Regions from separate parts of the Pelodiscus sinensis genome. Here region 1 is linked to region 2. The links are chromatin contacts, called in public Hi-C maps. All regions are on one chromosome and are shown on one strand. The core of a region is the stretch at or near the end of the contact, and the rest is flanking DNA. Distances in the headings are between cores, read along the strand shown. Region 1 holds the start of MRPL53 (mitochondrial ribosomal protein L53). Region 2 holds the start of SNX16 (sorting nexin 16).

Region 1 (5,818 bases), core at 1,477-3,976, 350 kb before region 2:
AATTTTGCACAGCAAAACTCTACAAATTCCACAAGAAATTGCTATCAAAACTCAAGAGGGGACAATATAAAGATTATTTTTACCTTAATTATTCAGAGTACTATACATGGTACCAGCACCTGACAGAACTGAGCTTTTAAATATATATTTGCTCCTTTAAGTGCCTGAGCTGCTAAATCACTTTTTAAATCAAAGTGGTTTTGCTCAACAAGTAGGCTTGTTACAATGCTTTATCACACAGACTTTTTTTTTCAAAGACAATGAGATGTAATATAAATTAATGTGAAAACAGTTTAAAATATTTACTTCTGAAATTAGTTATACTATTTAATTTATATTCTAGGCTTCATTTCACTAGGAAACTGGAGTTAACTTAGTGGCTACATTAAAAAAAGAGCTAAAGTTATTTTACAAAGATATCAAAAACTTCAGAGGGTTAGCCAAGTTAGTCTGTAACTAGAAAAACATAAAAAACAATGAATAGTCTAGTAGCACCTTAAAGATCAACAAAATATTTTGTTAGACTTTAAGGTTCTACTAGACTATTCGGTTTTTTTTAAAGTTTTACAAAGATGGCTTAGCATTTACAAATGATGCTAACTTCCTTTGTACAGCACTGGGGGAAAAACATCAGCAGCACTTCAACACAAGGTACAAAAGAAATACAGTATTGAAAGACTCCTTTTAACTTCATAGTATATTTAAATAGATTACCAAAGATGATTTATTCCCAACTCCCATGCCAAAGGTTGGTTAGGATGCCAATAGTGGCTACCAACAATTTCAGACAGCAATTTCCTACAAATTTACAAAAGGAAATTCTGCCATCTAGTGTAAAATGTATTAATTACACAGCTACGCTGCATTCCAATCAATTTCTACCATATTTGTTTAATGACTTTAGTTAGTTGGTTTATCTTACCTCCTTTTATATATTTCTTTATTTCCATTTCTATCAGACTCTTCAGCAGGTCTCTCTTCTATATTCTATAATATTAAAATTATAAAATGCTTGTCTCAAAAACACATAGATATGATCAGAGAAGAGGAGGCTATGCAAACCAAAGTAAGACACATAATTCCTAGGAGAAATGATGGAAGCCTCTTGGAACATCTTTAAAAAACAGACTCAGATCCTGCAATAAGCTCTGAATGGATGTCCCTGTGCACACACAGTGATCAATTGCCTGATCAGGGCCATATATTGCTAGGCAGATAGATCTTTATAACCTATATTCCTACCATTCTAAATTCACTGAGAGCAGAGGAAGATACAAGAAACTATGGTAGGTCCTGATTCTGCATGTGATGACTCATGTGTCATTAAGGGTTATCAATTTTGGTAGAACATATCCCTTGAGGTTTCACCACATGACATAATCAGAAGAATCATAGTTTGTCCAGATGTTTGGGAAATTTAATCCTAAACTCCAAAGCACTTGCTTCCCATGAGGGAGGAGTAGGAGGGGCTGGCTACTCCTTGGGAGCAAGGTATAGAGAGGATTGGCTGATCCCCTTGAGGAGAGTTTAGGGGGATTGGCTGCTTCCCTGGAAGCAGAAATGGGGGCTAACAGCTGCTTCTTGTAAGGGGGAACTTTAATTGAAAATAATTTTTAATCTTTGAAGGCTAGGACAACCCTGGAAATTGGCAGCTCTATTGACAGCCCACACTGAAGCCAATAAATGTCCATCTGCACAAAGCCAGTTGGAGCAGATCTGTGTATAAACCAGTAGTCTCCAATTTTTAAAAACACTGCTTACCTGTGATGGCTCCTGGGTGGTGGTGCAGTGGAGCTAAGGTAGGCTCATCCCTGCCCTGGCCCTGCACCACTCCCCAAAGTAGCCAGCAAACTCCCTGCAAGCCCTATTGTACCCCCACCTCTGTTCTGTGAAGACAGACTATAGCTTGGGAGGGGGCACCCTAACATCAGCACCCCCCCTCTCCTTTTCAGGCTCTGCCCAGCAAGCAGGAAGCTCCTAGGGGTGAGGGAGGCAGTTCCAAGGCTAAAGGCAGGAGTTGTGCAGCAGTTCTGGAGAGGCAGCCGAAGAGCCAGCACTGGATAGCCTCTTGGCCAAACCAGTCAGCATTACCTGTCAGAGGCCCCAAGATCTACTATCTACTGGTTGTTGACCACTGGTATAAACAAACTACCAGGGCACCATCTCATTAATATATAATAAGTTTATAGTTCTGTATTTCAAGCACGCTATTTGATAAGTCTGACAAGGAAAAAGAATGAAAAAATGTTAATGTGAAAAGAATCAAATTTCCAACTAACTGAGCTGAACTTGACTTTTGAAGCTTCAGTTAGTCCTGGTCCTTCTCCCAGCAGCGAAAGCAACTTAACATTTCGTACAGGTACTGTCCTTTCGCAACGTGGGCCCCTGCCGGTTCTTTAAATAGTTCCCTGCTGGTTTTTGCTGCAGCTCTGGCCTGGCCCCAGGGTGACCCGCTGACATTCCCCTCTGCCTCCTCCTCGTTCGGCTCAGCGGGCGCCCGCTGCTCCCGGAGCAAAATCCGAGTCCACTGCTGAGCACTGGGAGAATTTCTTCCAGTGGGTGAAAGCGCCTCTGAGCAGACACAGCGGCCCCGCCCTCGCGCCGTGGCAGAGGCTGCGAGCCCGGCTGCCCGCTAGGGGGTGCTCCTAGGACACGCCGGCCGCAGCGCAGACCGCCCGCCGCGCACTACATTTCCCATGGGGCGGCGCGCGCCGACAGCCGCCCGCGTCTGCGCCTCGCCTCGGCGAAGAGGCTTCCGGGAATTGCAGTTCCAAGGGGACGCAAGGAGAAAATGGCGGTGCCCAAGGCCACGGTGGTTCTGAAACACGTGAAGAGCGTCATGGTCCGGTTCTGCCCTTTCCAAACCAACGTGGAAACCACGCGGTGAGGAGAGCTCGGGAGGGCGGCCAGGCCCCCGCAAAGGCCCCTATTCCCCCTCCCTCGGGGAGCAGCCAGTGCCCCAATTACCCCCCCCCCCCGGCACAAGACAGTCCCCCAATTCCCCCCCCCCCCCGGGGAGCAGCCAGTGCCCCAATTACCCCCCCCCGGCACAAGACAGTCCCCCAATTCCCCCCCCCTCGGGGAGCAGTCAGTGCCCCAATTACCCCCCCCCGGCACAAGACAGTCCCCCAATTCCCCCTCCCTCGGGGAGCAGTCAGTGCCCCAATTACCCCCCCCGGCACAAGACAGTCCCCCAATTCCCCCCCCTCGGGGAGCAGCCAGTGCCCCAATTACCCCCCCCGGGCACCAGATAGTCCCCCAATTCCCCCCCCCTCGGGGAGCAGCCAGTCTCCCCCCCCCATCCCCCTTCTCGGGGAGCAGCCAGTGCCCCCTTGTTCTCCTCGCCCTGTCATAGGGGAGTCGGAGGGTAGAGACCAGCCTGGCCTATCCGCTCCTGGGAGGGGAGGGGAGGGAGGGGGAGCCTGAGTCCATTCAGCCTAGCAAAGGAGGTCTTTGCCCTGCCCCCCGCCGGGAGTTGGGTTTCCATGTGGGAGGAGGAGGCAGGCAGATGTGGCTGTCTGTCTGTGCCAGAGGCACCGAGTTGTTCACTTTTCCCCAGGGCCTGTTCACCCTCTTTCTCACTTATCCTCTCCAGGTAAGGGATGGGGTCCCCCACACTAGCCAGGTGCACTCAGCATGTCTTTGTAGCTCAGATCTGTTTCTGCTTAGTTCCTAAAATGGTATTGGGGGTGAGTGTCTGCTGTTCTGTGCATTCAAGAGCAAGCGATCAGTTCTAGATCAGTTACCAAGTACAAAGACAACTTTATCTAGGCCCAGAGAGTTAACATGACTTTCTTCTCATTATTGTCAATTGCAAGCAGTATTGTCAGACTTAAATGTATAAAAAAATCCAAGTCAGATATCTAAAAATTGAGTTTAAAAACAAACTCCTCTCCAAAAAACAAGCTTTAAAAAACTGCCCTCTTTTTGAGCCTATTCGGTACACTCAGGCCTTTCTCTGTAACCACTGGGCTTACAGTTGTTTTTTTATTTTGAATAATGAGATTTTCTTATCAGTTATTTCCACTAACGAGGGCTTTAATTAATAGGCATCAAGTTTAAAACTAATATAAGGAAGTACTTCACACAGTGCACAAACCACCTGTGGACCTCCTTCCTTAGGAATATTGTAAAGGCCAAAAGTATAACGGGGTTCAGACAAGAAATCGGTACGTTCATGGTCCATCAATGGCTTTTGCCTAGATGGTCAGCGATACAACCCCATGTCTTGGGTGTCTCTAACCTTTGATTGCCAGATCCTAGGACTGGAAAATGGGAAGGATCACTTGATAATTGTAATGTTGTTTTCATTCTCTTTGAAGCATCTGGCACTGGTGACAGGATACTGAGCTAGATGGACCATTGATCTGATCCAGTACGACCATTCTTATATTTCATTTAAAACATCAAATAAAATATCATGAGAACTGGCCAAGTTAAGAATGCAGCAAGACATATGTAATACCATTATTTTCAGACTACTGGTTTAGTGAAATCTCTACAATTGTGTTAGTTTGATTGGCACCCTTTTAATTTATACTCATGTATCAATTGTGTTAATGTAAAAGGAATAGACTCCAAATTGCCACTCCAATGTGCTATCCTTACAACACTGATAATGAGAGTAAAATGTAGCAATGAAAATGGCTGTCTCTCAGCAAGATGGTACAACCCACTATCAGTAAGTAGATCAGTGATAGAGATGTAGCCGTGTTAGTCTGGGGTAGCTGAAGCAAAATGCAGGACAATGTAGCACTTTAAAGACTAACAAGATTGTTTATTAGATGATGAGCTTTCGTGGGCCAGACCCACTTCCTCAGATCAAATAGTGGAAGAAAGTAGTCACAACCATATATACCAAAGGATACAATTAAAAAAAAATAAAAAAAATTTTTAATTGTATCCTTTGGTATATATGGTTGTGACTACTTTCTTCCACTATTTGATCTGAGGAAGTGGGTCTGGCCCACGAAAGCTCATCATCTAATAAACCATCTAAGTAGATCAGTAAGTAGAAATGTTTGAACATACTGAGGAGGCAATTCTTTAATAGGAAGGTGCCATTTTTATTCACTTTAAAATACCGTAACAAGGTTTTGCAGAACAAGTGATCAAAAGAAAGGCTGAAATACAGTTATTCTGTCTTCTGCTTCTCTGTCTTTGGGAAAGACATCCAAAGGGCTGAAAAGTATAAATTCCAGCTTAAGGGGACATATCTGCTTGAAATGTAACTGAGCTAGCCTCCTAAAAATAAGAGTATAGCAGCAGTGAGGGAGAAGCTAGCCACTATCTATCGAGATGCTACGTAGGGATGTAAAAGCCCATTTAAAATATTAATCAGTTAAACTACCTGGTTAATCAGCCTGCCATCTTGAGCTGCTGGAGCAGCCCCCTGCCTGCAGCACAGTGTGGTGGGCCGGGATGGGCTGGAGAAGCCCTTTCCCACAGCACAGATGGGATCTGCTCTGGGTGGCTGGGTGCTGGTCACCCTGGTAAGCATGCTGGTAAGATAATACTTACTCGGTAACTGGCTAACTGATTACTCCTTGACATTCCTAATGTGTTCCTAAGTATGTACTTGGGGCAGCTAGTCTTCCTGCTGCCACAGCTATACTCTAGCACAATAGCTTAGTCTGAATTAGGGTTATGTCTCGAAGGGAAGAGTACTGACTAAGACCCCGGTTCTGCAAGCGCATATGCTTAATTTTACCCTGCTAAGCATAGAAGTGCCAAACCTAAAGTCATTGGGGAGCCATGCCAGTGCAAGTTTCAGCACATGTGGAGTCAGCTGCAAGATAAGGTCCTTTGTAATTAGCAT
Region 2 (5,317 bases), core at 1,283-3,782:
CAGAAAAAATCATTTACTTGCCTAAAAATGTTTTGACAGATAAGAGGCTCACTGTGATGCAGTGAGGATGACTGGTTAAGGATCATTTTAAATGAGCTACCTAACTATTTGTATTAAAGTTTAATTCTACTCTCACATCTCATCACAGTAAAACACTGGAATTGCATCCCTTCTACTTCACCGATTCATAGAGCAAAATATTCAAACACACTCTTTCAAGTGCTACAACAAAGTAACTTAACTTTTTTCATCTTTATCGAGATAGACCTTGATTGTCCCTAATGTTCAAAAGAGATCTTTTCCTCTTCCAAACTTGTTTGGGCTAATTCAACCTCAAAAGCACAAAGAATTAAGTAGAATGAAAAGAACAGTCACCCTTGAAGTTGTTGTCTAAAAATGATTAACTGTTAAACAAACACCATGAAAGAACTGGATTCCAGAATCTTTGCATCATCACATACTACAAAACAGAAATGTCTATGTTTACAACACCCAACTTTTATCTCCCAGAAGTGAAGCATCTAAACTCAGCACATTATAAAGAAATAATCTGTACTGACATGTTGAATGTTGGTAACAGTTTAAAAAGTAGCACATTTTTCACTAGAACCATAAAAAATGTTAACAATGATAATTATAAACAAATTATATATTATAAATAAAATTTTATTTAGAACTTTAGATTTTTTTAAATAACTTAAGTTACTTATCACTATTTATGCTCTGTAATTTTACCACATTTCTGCTTGGACAATGAAGTCAGCTTTATTTTAGTCAATTTCACTTATGCTGTTCTGAGTTCAAACACTGGAGTTTTTCAAAATTTAGGAATCTCTCTTTTGGTCTTGGGTTCTAAAAAATAAATGTTGGGCTAAATTTAAATGGATAGTCTCCACTTAACCATTATTAGTTTGCTGAGCTATTGCTCATAGTCTCAGCGAAGCTCAGGCCAATTGTGCAAAGCGCAATAAAAACATACAGGAGATTATTAATCAACAAGACAAAGGTAGCAGTGATAAAGAAGTGTGCTTTCATAGGCTAGCTATGTCCATGTCTGATCGTTCTCATTCATTAATGTTTTAGAAGCTAAATAATCGCAAGTAGCCCTTTACCCAGTCAGGGGCTGACTTGGGTTCATTAGTCTGTATAACTTAAAAACTGTTAGAACACATTCCAAAAATGTGGCAAATATCAAGCAAGTGAACATGACATTGTGATAGAATTTGGATTGTATTACACCAATGGTGTGCAGCTTGCTCTTTTTCCTTTAACACTGCATTTTCCAAAATTATTAGATGAATAGGCATCCAAGATGCACCTAATTATACAGGACAAGACGACAGAGGGAAAACTTCCTCTCCACCCTACTACTAGCGAGTTCTCCATTGTCTGAAACCTGGTAATTTGAACATTTTCTTCTTAGGTAATGTGAAGATAATACTTCAGAGTCCAATCCTTTTCAAAACTTTTTTCATTTGCAGACTCCTAATTATTTTTTCCAAAGTGAACACCCCTTTGGAAATTTGAGGCATAAATTGGGAACTTCAAGGGATCTGTGGACCACAGGTTGAAAACCACTGATATAGACAATGTATTTATCAATGCATGTAACTTTTATTATAAAAAACAGGATCCTGCATCTGCACTATCTTCCAATTGAGCCTTTCTCCAACCCATTAAAGCAATGGCAAAACTTCAGTGGGAGCAGAATCAGGCTCCAGTACAACCCCCCCCGGACCAGAAAGCAGGTTCTTTGTGTACGATGCAGGTCTCCAAGTGATTCTCCCACTTTTCATGCCGCGAAAGGACTTGGACACACGCCTGCTACAAGGTGGGTTGATATGCCCGTCCAGACTCAAAATACATTCATCCACCTGACAAGTACTGTACAGGGCTTATTTTACTCCCACACGCGAAGTGGGCGATGCAATTCACTCGCCCATCACTAACCTGCAGCCACCTCGCGGAGCAGGCCGGCCAGGCAGCATGGGCACAGCAACACCCCAGCCGGGCGGGAACGGGAGCGCGTGCGGAGCCTGGCGCGAGCCCTGCCAGCTCTGGGCGCCGCGCGCCAGCAGAGTGGAGCGGGCGCTGGCCCACAGTCCTCTCGGCCCCCAGCCCCGCGCCCGGGGCCCTGCGGGCGGGAGGGGCCGGGGCTGCCCATGACCAGCGGGGCATGGTACCCGTCACCTCCCCCATCAGCGCGCGCGCGGGGGGGGGGGGGGGGGTTACCCCTGCTCCCTTGCGCCGCCAATAGCCCGCCCCCTGGGGAGCGCCGCTCCCTCCTGCGCGGAGACCCCGCCCCCGCCCCACTCGCGGGCCCCAAGGGCCGTGGGGCCCCGATCTCTCCTCACCTGCTCCCTGCCGCGCTCCCTCAGTCAACTGCGGCCGCGCCACACCAGCTGCCTCCTCCCCCGCACACGGAGAGGCGGGGTTAAGCCCAGGCTCGTGAGGGAAGGGGCGGGGTAATGGGGTTCGGCACCACAGCGCGGACTGGGCAGACGGGCACGCGCCAACGGCCCACCCTCTGCACCGTTGGGCGGTACCAAGGCAGCCTCCCTGCTGACTATTGGCCTCGAACTTGAGACGCGTTAAGACTACAAGTCCCAGCAGCCACCGGGGCCAAAAAGAGCTGGCTGTTCCCGGCAGACGCTTCGGCAAAATACTACGGCGCATGCTGGGTCCCCCAGGGCTTTACAGCGTTGCATGATAGGTCAGGTGGCCCCATGTGTCGTGTTGCATACTGGGATTTATAGTCTTCTGGGTTAGGTAATACTGCCGCTTCTTCTGCGGAGTTCTATAGTGCTGTTCTGCAACAGAAACATTCCTCCTTCCTTCAGTTCGTGCTAGGACAGCCAGTAGATACTAATTATTTTGCTATAGGGAAGGGAGTTTAAGCTTTTGCAGCCTTCAGCCATGTCGAATGACAGGAGCTAAGAAAAACGAAAGCCAAGTTCTCACTTGTTCTGGGTGGAGCACCTTTTCCACGTGGTTGGTGCTGGAGAAATAACTCCTACTCCAGTTCACAGCAGTTGTTGCATATAGAGGAGGGATGTAAGTGACTAGTCGAGTAGTCGATAAGCATATGCTTACCGGGTAGTCAAATCACTACTCGACTAGTCACATCCCCCACATTGCTGCCTCTGTTAGCCACCAGGTTCTTAGTACATTTAAAAGGCAGAGGCACAGTAGGGGCCAAGCACAAGCAGGGTTGCCCGCTGTGCTTCCGCCTTTGAAATTCTGCAAGAGCTGACCGCTACATATCAAAGGCAGAGGTGCAGCAGGGATAGCGAGTGCCCCCCCTTATCAACTAATTGAGTCCTGAGGACGGACATGCAGCAGACGCTGGCCCAGAAGGTCTGGGACGATGCACAATGACAGGTCCAGATGTGGACCGAGCTGCTGCAGCAGAGTCACAACATCTGTGCCACTGTCTAGGAGATGATGGCCTACCCAGCACCAGTCCTAGTCCCTGCTTCTGTCCCTGCTCCCCCTCCCATGCCAGACCCCACTTCCCCCGCCATACCTGACCCCACTCCAGCCTCTCCTCCAGTCTATACCCCTGTTCTCCCAGGACACCCCCACCGCCAAGGTCCCTGGACACAAGGTGGAACTAGCACTCAAACCACACACCAGTCTCAGCCCCAGCTCTGAGCCTCTCCTGCCCCCTCCCCATATCCAGGTTCTCAGCCCTCCTTCCCAGTTATCGTGAAAATGACGATCGGGGCTTTTTGGCGGAAAAGCGCGTCTAGATTGGCACGGATGCTTTTCCGCAAAAAAGTGCTTTTGCGGAAAAGCGTCCATGCCAATCTAGACGCTCTGTTCCAAAAATGCTTTTAACGGAAAACTTTTCCGTTAAAAGCATTTCCGGAAAATCATGCCAATCTAGATGCAGCCCTTCAGTACAAACCAAGTAGCAAATCAGGGAGGCATGGGAGATGTCCCTGCATGCTACCCCATTTGCCCCTCACCTCTAGACAAAAGAATTGAAGGACCCCTTCTATGTGAACTCCTGATGTAGAACTTAGTGAGAAGTTTTGGGGAGGGACACAAGACAAAAAGAGAATAAACAAAATACTTGATAAAGCAAACAGAGAATGAATCAATGTATCAATTTCTCAACACTTTTCACATCCCTGGTCAGTCATTTGCTATGTCTCTGACCCATGTTTAACTAAGAGTTCTGAGAGTACCTGTTCTTTGGACCCAATGCTGGTAGATAGCTATGACTGGAAGGTGCAATAACTAGATAGAATTACAAGAATTCAAAATAGGCAGGGATTCAGGTTATGACATTTACCCATTTTGTCAAAATTAAATTTTCTTCTGGCACCATGTAATAAAATTGTGATTTACAGTGTTGCTGATTACATGCTGGTATTGATTTGTTATATTATAGGACAAAAAAGTTTCTTGGATGGCAGGGTTTCAGGGATTTTGTTTTAGGACTGGATAATGTAACTTTTCTTTCACTAACATTAAGAGTATGTCTACACTTTAGGCCGTGTCTAAACTACACCCCTCTATTGGTGAAGGGATGTAAATTAGATGTTTCGAAAGTGCAAATGAAGCGGGGCTTCATTTGCATATTCGTGTTCTGGTGCTGTTTTGAACAAGCGCCATTTCGAAACTGAAACCGCAGTTTAGACACAGTTTTTCCGACAACAGGGCGATTTTTCAAAAGATCCTGTATTCTTCTTCAAAAATCTCTCTGTTGTCAGAAAAAACAAGTCTAAACCATGGTTTTGGTTTCGAAATGGCACTTGTTCAAAATAAATAGGTGTACACATCCCAAACTCATAACTCTGGTCATCTGAAGAAGTGGGCTGTGCCTATGAAAGCTCATGATATCATCTACATGTTTTGTTAGTCTATAAAGTGCTACCAGACCATTTGTTGTTGTTTTTCTGTAACAGACTAACTCTGCTACCCCCTGCAGCAAGGTATTTATAGTTAGACCAATGCAGCTTCAGTGTAGACATTTTGTTATTTAAATCAACTGTTACTGACCTCTAGGAGCTGTCCCACAATGCCTGCTCTGGTCACCACTGTGAACTGTGCTGTCCAGGGACCAAGAGGACAGGAAGCTCCTCTCCACAAATTTTTGAAATTCTGTTTGTCTGGCTTGGTGATTTTACATGGCAGCTCTCCATCAGGGTGTGCAACTGCCCAGCTGACCGTGGCAGCAACATGATGCAATGCACTCCTGCTAGGAGTATGCAGGAGGTGCTAAATCTTCCGTGTCTGAAGAGAGAAGAGGCAGTGAAGGCACAGTTCTGAGCCACCCATAGAAATATGGACATCTGATTGTTCAGGG

The links. A called contact is a pair of places that touch in the nucleus more often than the background predicts.
Region 1: a Hi-C map of blood shows a contact between it and region 2, with 7 times the contacts expected there. The contact joins the promoter of MRPL53 here to the promoter of SNX16 in region 2. A contact is called at or near these places in 2 of 5 Hi-C or Micro-C datasets (blood and an unstated tissue).

Annotation. Positions count from the first base shown.
Region 1 is chr2:48,694,900-48,700,717 of ASM4963464v1, reverse strand. It overlaps MRPL53 (mitochondrial ribosomal protein L53), which reads left to right and starts at 2,726. Exons shown (of 3, transcript XM_075920478.1): 1 at 2,726-2,883. The coding sequence starts at 2,792. PAG1 (phosphoprotein membrane anchor with glycosphingolipid microdomains 1) reads right to left here and starts at 2,708. Exons shown (of 10, transcript XM_075920476.1): 1 at 923-2,708.
Region 2 is chr2:48,346,159-48,351,475 of ASM4963464v1, reverse strand. It overlaps SNX16 (sorting nexin 16), which reads right to left and starts at 2,532. Exons shown (of 9, transcript XM_075920460.1): 1 at 2,355-2,532.